Linked DNA regions of Bicyclus anynana: region 1 is linked to region 2. The links are chromatin contacts, called in public Hi-C maps. All regions are on one chromosome and are shown on one strand. Each heading gives the region's core, a stretch centred on a gene start, on an enhancer-like site or on the middle of the called end of the contact. The rest is flanking DNA. Distances are from core to core; before and after follow the strand shown. Region 1 holds the start of LOC112053069 (protein phosphatase methylesterase 1). Region 2 holds the start of LOC112053071 (calcium uptake protein 3, mitochondrial).

What was found. A called contact is a pair of places that touch in the nucleus more often than the background predicts.
Region 1: a contact with region 2 is called in a Hi-C map of whole body, with 3 times the contacts expected there. The contact joins the enhancer-like site here to the promoter of LOC112053071 in region 2. A contact is called at or near these places in 2 of 2 Hi-C or Micro-C datasets (whole body and whole larva).

Annotation. Positions count from the first base shown.
Region 1 is chr22:13,453,875-13,460,020 of ilBicAnyn1.1, reverse strand. LOC112053069 (protein phosphatase methylesterase 1) reads left to right here and starts at 344. Exons shown (of 10, transcript XM_024092346.2): 1 at 344-542; 2 at 1,089-1,290; 3 at 1,768-1,877; 4 at 2,945-3,099; 5 at 3,594-3,684; 6 at 4,069-4,134; 7 at 4,388-4,588; 8 at 4,664-4,821; 9 at 5,107-5,171. The coding sequence starts at 469. LOC112053067 (zinc finger protein 501) reads right to left here and starts at 3. Exons shown (of 9, transcript XM_052888462.1): 1 at 1-3. Within about 2 kb of position 4,715, at least 7 of the 8 cell types and tissues checked have open chromatin away from gene starts, as enhancers often do.
Region 2 is chr22:13,371,737-13,377,260 of ilBicAnyn1.1, reverse strand. LOC112053071 (calcium uptake protein 3, mitochondrial) reads right to left here and starts at 2,503. Exons shown (of 13, transcript XM_052888466.1): 1 at 2,257-2,503. LOC112053062 reads right to left here and starts at 4,675. Exons shown (of 2, transcript XM_024092334.2): 1 at 4,108-4,675; 2 at 2,949-3,607. The coding sequence starts at 4,488. The coding sequence ends at 3,032.

The sequences.
Region 1 (6,146 bases), core at 3,466-5,965, 81 kb before region 2:
ATTGACATTTCATTTTGACAATTGATTGACATTTTGCAAGATGAATTTTTTTTAAATTTTTTTTATGGTGCTGCATAACAGTCTTTATAGGTTCTGCCCTTATCATAGAATATAATAATGCTGTAGACTGATTTTTCTTTCACAATATTTGAGTATTTTATTTATATTATGTATATTTAATTATTATATTCACTTTTTAGGATTGAAATAAAATAACAATGAAATGTTAAGATCATTATTGTGGTCAATCGATACAATGAAAATGAATAATCGATTTTTCTCGCCGCTCTTTGCCAATGTCAACATTAACTCAATGACAATGACATTTGAGTTTTGAGTTTGACATTGACATTCATTGTAAAATGAATGTCGGATGTGGACGCGTTGTTTATTATTTAACCGCAAATAACATATTTACCGTAATTTCTATTCTGTAAGACGAATTTATTAAATTAGTAAAAGTAAATAATGTCGTCGTTACAGAAAACTATAATGAAGAATAAACTGCCGCCGAAAATGCCTCGGACATCTGGCATATCGAAGTAAGTTAAGTTTATGAAATCAAATTATATTTACAAATCGATTAAAGTATAATAAACATTGTGTTTTTAGATTGTTTTCGATCTACCTATTATCTGTATTTAACAAAATCATGTTGAGTTTTGAATAAATTGTATGTAAAATTACATTTTGAAAATGCTGTAACTAACTTGGTTCTGGACGACTGAATACTGAAAGGTCAAAGGAATATGCCTATAAGTTCATCTGAGACGTTACGTGTTTAGTTGCGTGTTATTGATTATGTTTGTAATATTAAGATTATGTCTAACAAATTGTACCATCCCTGCTCTTTCTCTATCAACTGGTACAAGCTGGTGTATAGGACTGGACTCATATATTTCAAGAACACTGTTGATATTACACATTTTAGTAGGATTCTATTGAATTTCCACCAATGCTACTTAATGCCCAGCATAATTATTTTATTAATTAAGTAGGTGTTGCTATTTTTTTGGTTATAAATTTATTTTTATAATTGATAATGAAATAATAATCGTAAAGTAAGAATAGAGAACTTTGTCTCGTAGACTGGCACCCTTCAGTGGGGCGCGTCGTAAGGACTACTCCCCTGTGGCGTGGAAGAATTACTTTGACAAGTATGTAGATGTGGAGCTAGAGGTGGGCGTGTTCAGGGTGTACCTGTCTCCAGAGCCGGAGCATCCCGACCAGCCGAGGATTGTCACTCTGCACGGTGGAGGATACTCGGGACTCAGCTGGGCTTTGTTCACAGTAGGTACAGCATAGCATTATCGCTTAATATGATGATCCCTCTAACTTATGTTTTATTAAAAAAAATTGTATTTAATTGTTAAAGCTTCCAGTAGGCCTACAGTGCAACCAAATAATGTATCTTTTGAAGATAAATAGACATTTTGTCCATTTTCTGTGAGATATGTCACTGGCTAAATACTAGGCTGATAAAGATTCAGTCATTAAGCTCACATCATATCTCTCTTGTGTTAGTGTACTGTACCATTAGAATATTAAGACATTCTCAGTATAATATCTCCTGTAGAATGCTTGCATTAAGATGACATTGGCTGCTGTGATGAAATGCATTTGAGAGCACAATACCTATTATTTTACCCTTAAGATGCAAATTAATCAAAACAGACTTTTTAAGGTTTTACTTTTTATGTAATAAGATTTAATCTAAAATTACAAAACCTTCTACATTATATTGTATTAAGTGTGGATGTATTCCAGGAAGAAATAGTCAGCCTGATCAACTGCCAGGTGGTGTCCATGGATATCCGCGGGCACGGGGAGACCAAGGCTCTGGACCCTGATGACTTGAGCATTGACACACTTGTAAAGTGAGTTGACATCTTTAATAGTAAATCAACATCTCATGATACAGTCACATAGAGTTAGTTGTGCATACTACAATCTGATTGCTGCTACAGTTTTGATGGCCTCTGTGGCGAAATGGTATGCACAGTGGATTTACAAGACGGAGGTCCTGTGCTAGATCCCCGCTGGGCTGATTGAGGTTTTCTTAATTGGTCCAGGTCTGGCTGGTGGGAGACTTTGGCTGTGGCTAGTTCACCACTCTACCGGCACAGACATACCGCTAAGCGATTTTGCATTTTGGTATGATGTCATGTACAAACAGAAAGGACTGTAGATTACCAACCTCCTAACAAGTTAGCCCACTTCCATTTTAGCATAATCACTTACCAAAACGGTATGATAATTTTGCCCAGGTATTGGTACAATGGCAGTAACAATTAAGAAGCTTAAGTGGAAGTGGACAGGACACTTCATGCGGGATAAAAGGGATAAGTGGACCAGGGATGTGACAGAGTGGTATCCTAGGATAGGAAAAAGGAAAAGAGGTCGCCCCTGCCAAAGATGGGAGGATGACCTCAGACAGACAGCAGGAGACACATGGAGAAGGAAAGCAAGAGATAGGGAACTATGGAAGTGTCTGGAGGAGGCCTATGCCTGAGGGCAAGCTGAAGAAAAGAATCAGTGTCAATGATATGTTACAATAATATTATGTTTATAAAGTTCAGTAAATAAAGGCTTTTATTATTATTATTATATTATAATTATTATTATTATTGGTACAATAGTATAGCTCTGTGAAGACAGGTTTTGTTTTGAAAAGTTTTGTTATATCTTATGAGTAGAAAACAAATAAAAACCTGGCAGAATTTGGACTAGGACCAAGGCAGGTGCGGAACCCTCGTAACTTTAATTTTAGGTTTTCGACTAATTATCAACATTATCTAATAACATTACCTGACTTTCAAAAGAGCTAGTAATATGCCTAATTGAAATAAATGAATTTTGACATTGACTCATCTATCTTTTCTTTCTTCCAATCCTGCATTGGGGCAGTGTTGTGGGCCTAAGCTCCAACTCTCTTGTGTTGTAGCGACGTGGGCGCGGTGCTGCACAAGCTGTTCCCCGAGCTGCCGCCGCTCGTCTTGCTGGGGCACTCCATGGGCGGCGCGGTGGCGGTGCGGGCGGCGCACCTGCCCTCGCTGGAGCCCGCGGTGCAGGGCGTCGCTGTCATTGACGTCGTGGAAGGTACTGTGGACCGGCTAAATCTATTATTCTTAAGAAATCTTCATTAGAAATCAAATAATAAATGAAGAGTTCCTTAAAATATTACCGATATAGCTCATTGAGTCGTGAATCAAAAATGCCAATGGGTGGGTACATAAGTCAAAAGACTAATGGAAATTGTTATCTCAAGGGGAGACAAAATGCTTAGTAACTAAACTAAAAATGAATAAACTTATTTTCTTTCTTCTTTCTTTCTTAGCATTCTATGTAAATATTCATCTCGCCTTGCACTTGCCTGGTCCATTGTGTGGAAGAGTGAAATATTATAGCAGAACCTGTTTCTTGTGTTCTGGGTGTAGAGGAATTGATGACATGCTTCAACACACACCTTCACTTGAACTTTGTCTGCATGGTAACTACTACACAAAGCCTAGCTATTCTGTTGTCTGTTTCTCTTATTTTTAATACTTTTGTCATTAATGTTGATGTCAACTAACAATAAATGAAAATGCCAGGGACCGCTATGGAGGCGCTGGCCAGCATGCAGAGCTTCCTGCGCAGCCGCCCCACACACTTCAACAGCATCGAGCACGCCATAGAGTGGTGGTATGTGTTGTTATTTGTATTGCTTATGATTTTTAGACAAACAAAAAAATATTTAATTGTAACTTAAAAGGAAAAACAAAATAACTAAATGAAATCCGTATCATTTAAGCGTACCTTTATATAACTGCAGTATCTAATTGAGCTGAAAGCAATGTGTTATGGTTAAATGTATATCCGGCTCGAAGGACCATAAATTCGCACTTTATATAGTGATATAATTTGTCCTCGCGCTTAGGAATTATTTGTAATAAAATTTCTTACATAATTTAATATTAATTATTAGATAATTTTATAGTAAGCCACTAGATGGCGTAGTACTACTAGCACTACGCCATCTAGTAGCGAACATTGAACTGACGAGTGTTTGTGTGCACGCGGCGGCAGCGTGCGCAGCGGACAGGTGCGGAACGTAGAGTCGGCGCGCGTCTCCATGCCCAGTCAGATCGTCAAGTGAGTCTATCGTATTATATGTACTTTGTATTGCCTGTTCCATTTGGTATAAAGATCTCTCAGCTCAGCGCACATCCTTTAAATATACAATTCTATTGGAATCAGAAACTAATGCCAGAAAGCAATGGAAACCTTTATATAATGATTTATTTATTTTGCTATCATAACCTTTATTCAAAACTGAAGTGAATCATCATGTCAAAAAATTAGACCATTTTATTGAGGAATATTAAATATTAATTAACTATTCCAGTTGCGAGACGGGTGAACTGGCTACAAACGAAATCGAGCAATACCAGAGCGCGCCCCCCTCCCCGCTGCTGCCCAACACGCGCGGCGTGCGCGCTGACGTCATCGCGGAGGAGGGCGACGAGGGGGACGGCGCGGCGGTGCAGGGCGCGGAGGGGGACGCCGCGCACTTCGTCAAGCCCGCGCCGGCGCCGGGCGGCATGAGGTAGGCAGATGGCGCTGCTCGCACGCTGACTCGCGCCAACGTGTTCATTATGTGTAACCGCGAGGTACCGTGCAGGTACCGCTGGCGCGTGGAGCTGGCGCGCTCGGAGCGGCACTGGTCGGGCTGGTTCCTGGGGCTGTCGGCCGCCTTCCTGTCCACGCGCGCGCCGCGCCTGCTGCTGCTGGCGTCGGTGGAGGGGCTGGACCGCGCGCTCACCGTGGGGCAGATGCAAGGTGCTCACTAGTGAACCCGCACCCCCCGCCTGGTACTACTCTTGTGTACCAAGAGCACTAACAATCAGCAAACTAAACTTGTAAATTTTTAATTAAGCTTCGCATTAAAAAAAAATGCAATATAAAATACATTAGTGTTCAATAAGCGCCATCTATATGTACAGGAACGTAACAAATGTTTGCGCAATAAGTCCGATAGATGTCATAGCGAGTCTATAAAAAGTATAGATTTACGATTCGTACAAGTACCTAAAGCGTTTTTTTACGTGTTTGTGTGTGTTGCAGGCAAGTTCCAGATGCAGGTGCTGACGCGCTGCGGACACGCCGTGCACGAGGACTCGCCGGCCGAGGTCGGTTTGCTCTGGGGGTTTCTATCACAAGCTCTAACTGAATGATCGAGCAATGATTGCGACAGGGTCTATCATTATCAATCCCTGCTAATCCTGATACAGTGTGGAGGGTCTAAACTTCAAATCCCACTCTTTTGTAAGTGATGCCTTGATCACACGTACCGAGCAAACGGGCGAGGCAGTGTCCTCGGCCGAGTACTCGGTACGTATAAACATATCGACGAGTGCTCGGCCGAGCACTCGGCCGTACGAAGCGCCGAGACAGTAGCTCGGCCCCCGTTCTATCTACTAGGCCGAGTGTCCACCCTCCCTTCCCCGCACTGTCTCGCTCGCTCACTCACCAGGTCTGAACGTGCATTGTCTCGCCACTCGGCCGACGGCCACATGATTATCGTTACGTCGCCGCCTTTTCTTATGATAATTTTCGTTTAAAACATTTCCAAATAAAATAAAATACACCATGTATGTTAGTAGTCAGTGTCAATGGAGTAATATTTTTTAACAGAGTCTCAAAATGTTTACATCGATCCTTTGAAACATTCTAAGGATGAACATCCACGTCGTCTCCAAATCCGACGTTGTTTTTTTTCTAATAATCGTTTTACGGTCCATCTTATCCGAATTATCTATACTAATATTATAAAGCTGAAGAGTTTGTTTGTTTGTTTGTTTGTTTGATTGAACGCGATAATCTCAGGAACTACAGGTCCGATTTCAAAAATTCTTTTAGTGTTAGATAGCCCATTTATCGAGGAAGGCTATAGGCTATATATTATCCCCATATTCCCACGGGAACGGGGACCACGCGGGTGAAACCGCGCGACGTCAGCTAGTAGTCTCAATATAACTGAACTGACTGCTAATTTCAAAACACGTGTGAACAACCTCGCTTACATCACTGTCTCGGCCGAGGAACGTTTTACTCTCTCGCCCGTTGACTCGGTACGTGCGGTCAAGGCGTGAGAGCAGGGCAGT
Region 2 (5,524 bases), core at 1,254-3,753:
ACCCAAAAAAAAGTAAAATCAAAAGCAATATGTCTGGTGTCCTATTAACGTTTCACCACCGCGGCGTCTCATTAACCCGTTAACACGTGTTTCAAAATGGACCAAAAAGTTACCAAAATCATCAGTAGGATCCCGTCGGGTCGGTACTTAGGGCGTTGATATTAATTGCCTGCATTAACTGGAGTGGGGTAATGTCATTCATTGAATTGTCTCGATGGTCCAGCGGTTAATATGCTAGGGCTACGGAGCTATGGATCATGATGTCTTGGATTCGAATTAAATACATTTTGTAATATTTTAATTGTGACGAACTCTGGTGCAAATAAATAAGCTAGTATTTCTTTGAACGGCGAAATTGTTGAAGAGAGAAATAAATGCAAGGTGCGAAAAATTAGCACATTTGAATAAAACATACATTTATCTATACACCTATATGAAAATGAATCCATATATCCCTTGGTCACGCCATCACGCGTGAACAGCTGGACCGGTTTCATTATTTTATGTTTTTTGATGTGTTTGTTATTGTCAGGAGAACATTCTTATGATAGAAAAAATTTAAAAAACTGTGCGGAAAATTAAAAAAATGGGTAGGAGTAGGGTAGTACGGGTAGGGGTAGTTGAAAGTTTACATCGAGTTTCACGCGGACGAAGTCGCGGGCGTCCGCTAGTTCATAATATAATGTGTAGTGCTATATCATATAAATAAGATTTGTTTCATTAAATGCTATAATTACCTAATAATAACAATATGCTCCACTGTAGGAGGATAGATATATCCTCATACAACACATTACCATTGCAACATTACAATTGCAATACTGATGTGGGGGACTTCACCGCAAAGCTGAGCGTGAGGAGCTTCTAGAGTTGAGAGTGGGCTAAATGTTGGAGGACTTCCTGGAGAAGGAGGGCCTGTTTATAACAAACTCCTTCTTCAGGAAGTCGCCATAGAGGAAATTGACCTGGATGAGCCCCAAATGTTCCACAAAAGAGATGATAAACGTCCATTGCTGGACATAGGCCTCTTGCATGAACTTCCCAGCACAACAGTCTTGAGCCGCCAGCATCCAGGGGCTCCCTGCAACCTGTTTGATGTTCTCGGCCCACCTAGTATGGGGTCAACCAACACTGAGCTTTCAGGTGCGAGATCTCCTCATTCATGTTGTTTACCAAACAGTATATAAAAAACAAATTTTCTGTAATCAACAGGGTCAACATTATATATCAATGTACATTGAACATCAATGGCCACAAGATGGTAAGAGGTAGATTGAATATCAAAATTAGGGTGATAATGTAATCTCTTTAAGAATCCCATCAGATATAATATTTACTGGCGGCACCACTCGTAACACTCTTCTCTTGAAGGTGCCACCATCAAGTTTTCAATTTTGGGCTGCTACTGAGAACTTTTTGAAAGAAAGAACAGCTCATTGTCTGACCCAGAACTTGAACCGAGTATGTTTTGATCCGAAGTTACAGCGTACTGGCCCACTGAGGCAATAAGGTAATGCAATAACACAATTGAGCAGCAAGTTAGTAACAACATAATACAATGAGTGAACTCATGATGAGTGTTGAGTGTGGCCCACTCTCTGTGGTAAGTAATTATTATGCATTGTGTATTACTACTGATTATTGATTAATACGGTTCAGTTAAAAAATAATGTATATCACTATTTCTGTGATCTAGATCAGAGTGTTTTCTTTTTTTTTAACAACCTAAACATATAGTACTCATAGAGCTTATAGTACAGTAGAGCTTTGCAATGGAAGACTAACATTCAGAAAGGACCACAGTATAAAAGTGAGTAAATATCAGCTTACTGTGCTGTGGGAGACTAACATTCCAAAGGACCACAGTTTAAGTGTGCAACTCAGATACGTCTAACTAAATCTAAGGAGATCTATCTTTATTTTATAAGCTGTCATTGTTAAAATTTCCTAAATTAGCCCTCATCTAGAATTGAACCCTCCCAAGTTTATCGCCGAACCAATGGTGTTAACTTACATAGCAATATCACAACAGAGTTGTTATCACTTATCATTTGTTTACATTCACAACTGCAACAGGCAACTGTCATTACCAACATGACAAATGAAAACAAGGAAATAACCTTACCAATCGATTAGAGACGAGTCATTAGTGCATTTTTGTAACCTGCTACAATTTATTATAACACATTACGGAGCGATACCAAACTGCAAAGAGGTTAAAAATAGCTTTTTGACGTTTCTAAATATATTTCTTACCTTAGCTTTGAGAGCGTATACTGTGCCTCCGCGTTTGTAACTAGCGGCGTACAAGACCATCCCTCCGCCCAAAACACACGCACATGTCTTCCACACATTTTTGTAATATCTATTGCACTTTACTGAACTGAAATTACGCGAGCATACCGGCAAAAACTGCACTTTTCCCAATAATTTTCCCGACGTACGGCATAACGTCGCCATGTTGGTAGACTGCCTATTGACGTTTGGAGGAGTGAGCGAGAGGAGAATAGTTTGCCACTTTTGCAGGCGCATGCGCAATGCGTATTTGCGCTTGTATTACTAATTTTTTATAGGTATGAGTTTTTGATTTTTTTCTATTTTAGATCATTTTAATGTAATTTACTTATGTCATCAAATAACAGGAATATATTATTTTCATCAGATTGATTATTTCAAAGTACTTAATTGGTAATTTGCTACGTATTTATGCATGTATTCAACCATAGAAAAAACTGAAACTGAACATATTTTGATGAGGTTTTCAGCACATTGACTTAGAATAAAATATCATTTAAAAAAATGTTTTAAAGCCAATGCTTGCAATTTATAATCTATGATTAAATGATTAAATTATAGTATATACAATGTAGGTACATGATAAAATTGCAGAATCTTTGAATTAAGTAACAAATATTGATAGAACTGTAAAATAATTTATTACAAACAAGTATTTATTTGGTGATTTATTAATTTTAAACAAATGTCTTTACATAATTGAATACATAATTAAGAAATAGATTCTTTGGTTTAGTTAGTTTTCCTCAGAGTTAATAATAGTTTCTTTTTGTTGTATGTCTTCCTCTTGCACAACAATTTGCTCTGTGGTTTGTTCCACTACCATCTCTTGCACAGAATGTAATATTACCCTCTTCACTGTTTCAATATTATCATACAGTCCATACTCGGCTTGCCAGAGTATAGTGGTAATCAACTGCTGTAAATTGCCTCGCACTTGAGAGTTTTTGAATTTACGCAGTCTGTTACCCACATATTCTCCAAACACTGAATATTCGTCTTTCCTGTGACTGCTATCAACCAGCACTCGCTCTGGTGCAGGTTTGGAATACCCATGACTCTGTTTGGTATAACCGTGTGGATCCAACAGTCTATATTTGGAATTACTGGGAGGTGGTGATAAAACTTCTCTTTTGATTGTCCTGTACTTGGTCTTCTTTCGCTTGGGTTGGTATTCTTCATAGACTTCCTCGTTGAGCCACTCTTCATCGGAAGCTTGACCTGCATGCATCTGCCGCACTATGGTCAAAGGTTCCTCGTTGCTTTCCAACTGGGTTTCATTCTCTGTTTCTGAATTTTCTAACACATCAACCTGAAATTAAGTTATTTTTATTAAGATAAGTGTAACAAATAATTTAGTAAAACCCAGGCATGAAAAGGAAGCTATAATAATTTTGTAATTTTTAATTTTGATTCCTGTTTTGATTATTACTTCAGATATTATTTAATTTTTCTATCATTGTAATTTGTGTCGAGTAACGAGTTACGACAATCCTAAACCTAATTCCTAAATCGGTAATCGATATTGTTACAGTATGTATTACATAACTGATATGTCAAAATCGAGATCGAAATGAGACGCGAATCACTTTGCCAAAACGATTTATCCAAACAATCGTTCCAATCGATTTGATTGATTAATCGTTTAGAACGAATAACAAGTCGATATGCCGATTTTCGGCATCGAATTCGATTCGAATCAGGACTCGGGTCACTCGGGATAAGAATTGAATTTGAATCAGAAAGATAGTTAGTGTTATCAATATTGAATACATCATTATCACAGTATAACCTATTTAAGAATATAAATACCCGTTGTATTTCTATAACTGGCATTGAGTTGGAGGGGTTTCGGTCATTTCCTTTTTTATTAAGATCAACAGATACGGAGTAACGTACGTTATTGTCTTTGTAGGATTTTATGAATCTCTTCCGCCTGGGCGTACTATGACTTTGGCTTTGGCTTGTGCTCTCATCGACGTCGTACACGCGGATATTAGAGTCGTCCAAGGTTCCATTCTGGAGCAACTCCCACTGAATCGGATGTTTATTCACCAAATGCGTTCGTAAATTCGTCGTATTACCGAAATATTTGTATTGCGAATCGCATAATTTGCACAACACTGCAACGCAACGTTTATTCTCCTCTAATCGATCGAAAACCCGCCAAACCAGAGAAGACGTTTTCTTCATATCGATTCCCGGTCACAGATCACTTTGCCGCCGAATTAAATGATGATTATTAGAATCGTAACCGAGTAAAAAACGCATCGATTCTTGTTATCGTGATGAAGACAACAAGATGGCGATCGGCGAATGAAGCATCGAGCGGATCTCGAGCGCTACAGCGAGTAGCGACCTTCACTCGATAATGGCGTTTGACGTGTTTCACGCTCGCATTTTTTTTTTTTTTTTTTTTTAATTTATTTAACGGCCTTGGATACAAGTCCTTATAGGCCCTGCTTTAAATATTACAATTTTTCTTAAAAATAATACAAAGCACTTAAAATTATCGTCGTCGTCATCTAAATATAAATTTACTACTGTATTTTACAATTTTTCTATTGTGTTACTAATGAAATCTAAAACAGGCTTATAAAATAAATGGTTCCTCAACAATTCCTTAATGTGGCGGGGATCACACTTAATTTCGTTTTCTTCCTTTACTAACTCTATCGAACTTGCTAATATTATTCTTTGTATACCAAAAGCTGAACACTTGAAAATTATGTGATTGATATCTGCGTCGTCTTTTTTACAGTACATGCATTTGTTATCTTTATAAATTTTTAATTTGAATAAATGGCTTGGCACTAAACAGTGACCAAACCTTAGTCGGTTTATTATTGATATGAATTTTCTTGAATCCCAACTCATTTTGTTATACCATGGCTGCACCGGTATTTCATTTTGTATGTCTGCGTACCAAGATCCTTTACTTTTACTAGTTTCTTTCCAAAGTTCATGCCAAAGCAACTTCTGTCTCTTCTTCACTTCATGATAAAAGTCTGTAAATGGAGTTTTGATATTGTCTGAACAATCTTCATTAAACAATCCTTGTCTTGCTACAGAATCAACCAGTTCATTGCCCGCTATACCTCTGTGGGAGGGTACCCAGACAAATTCTACGTTCATTCCAGTTTTTCTTATGTCTAGTAATACATTTTTAATTTGAAAAATAATGTATGAAGACTTATAACTAAAATTGAAATTGTTAATAGCTAAAAGA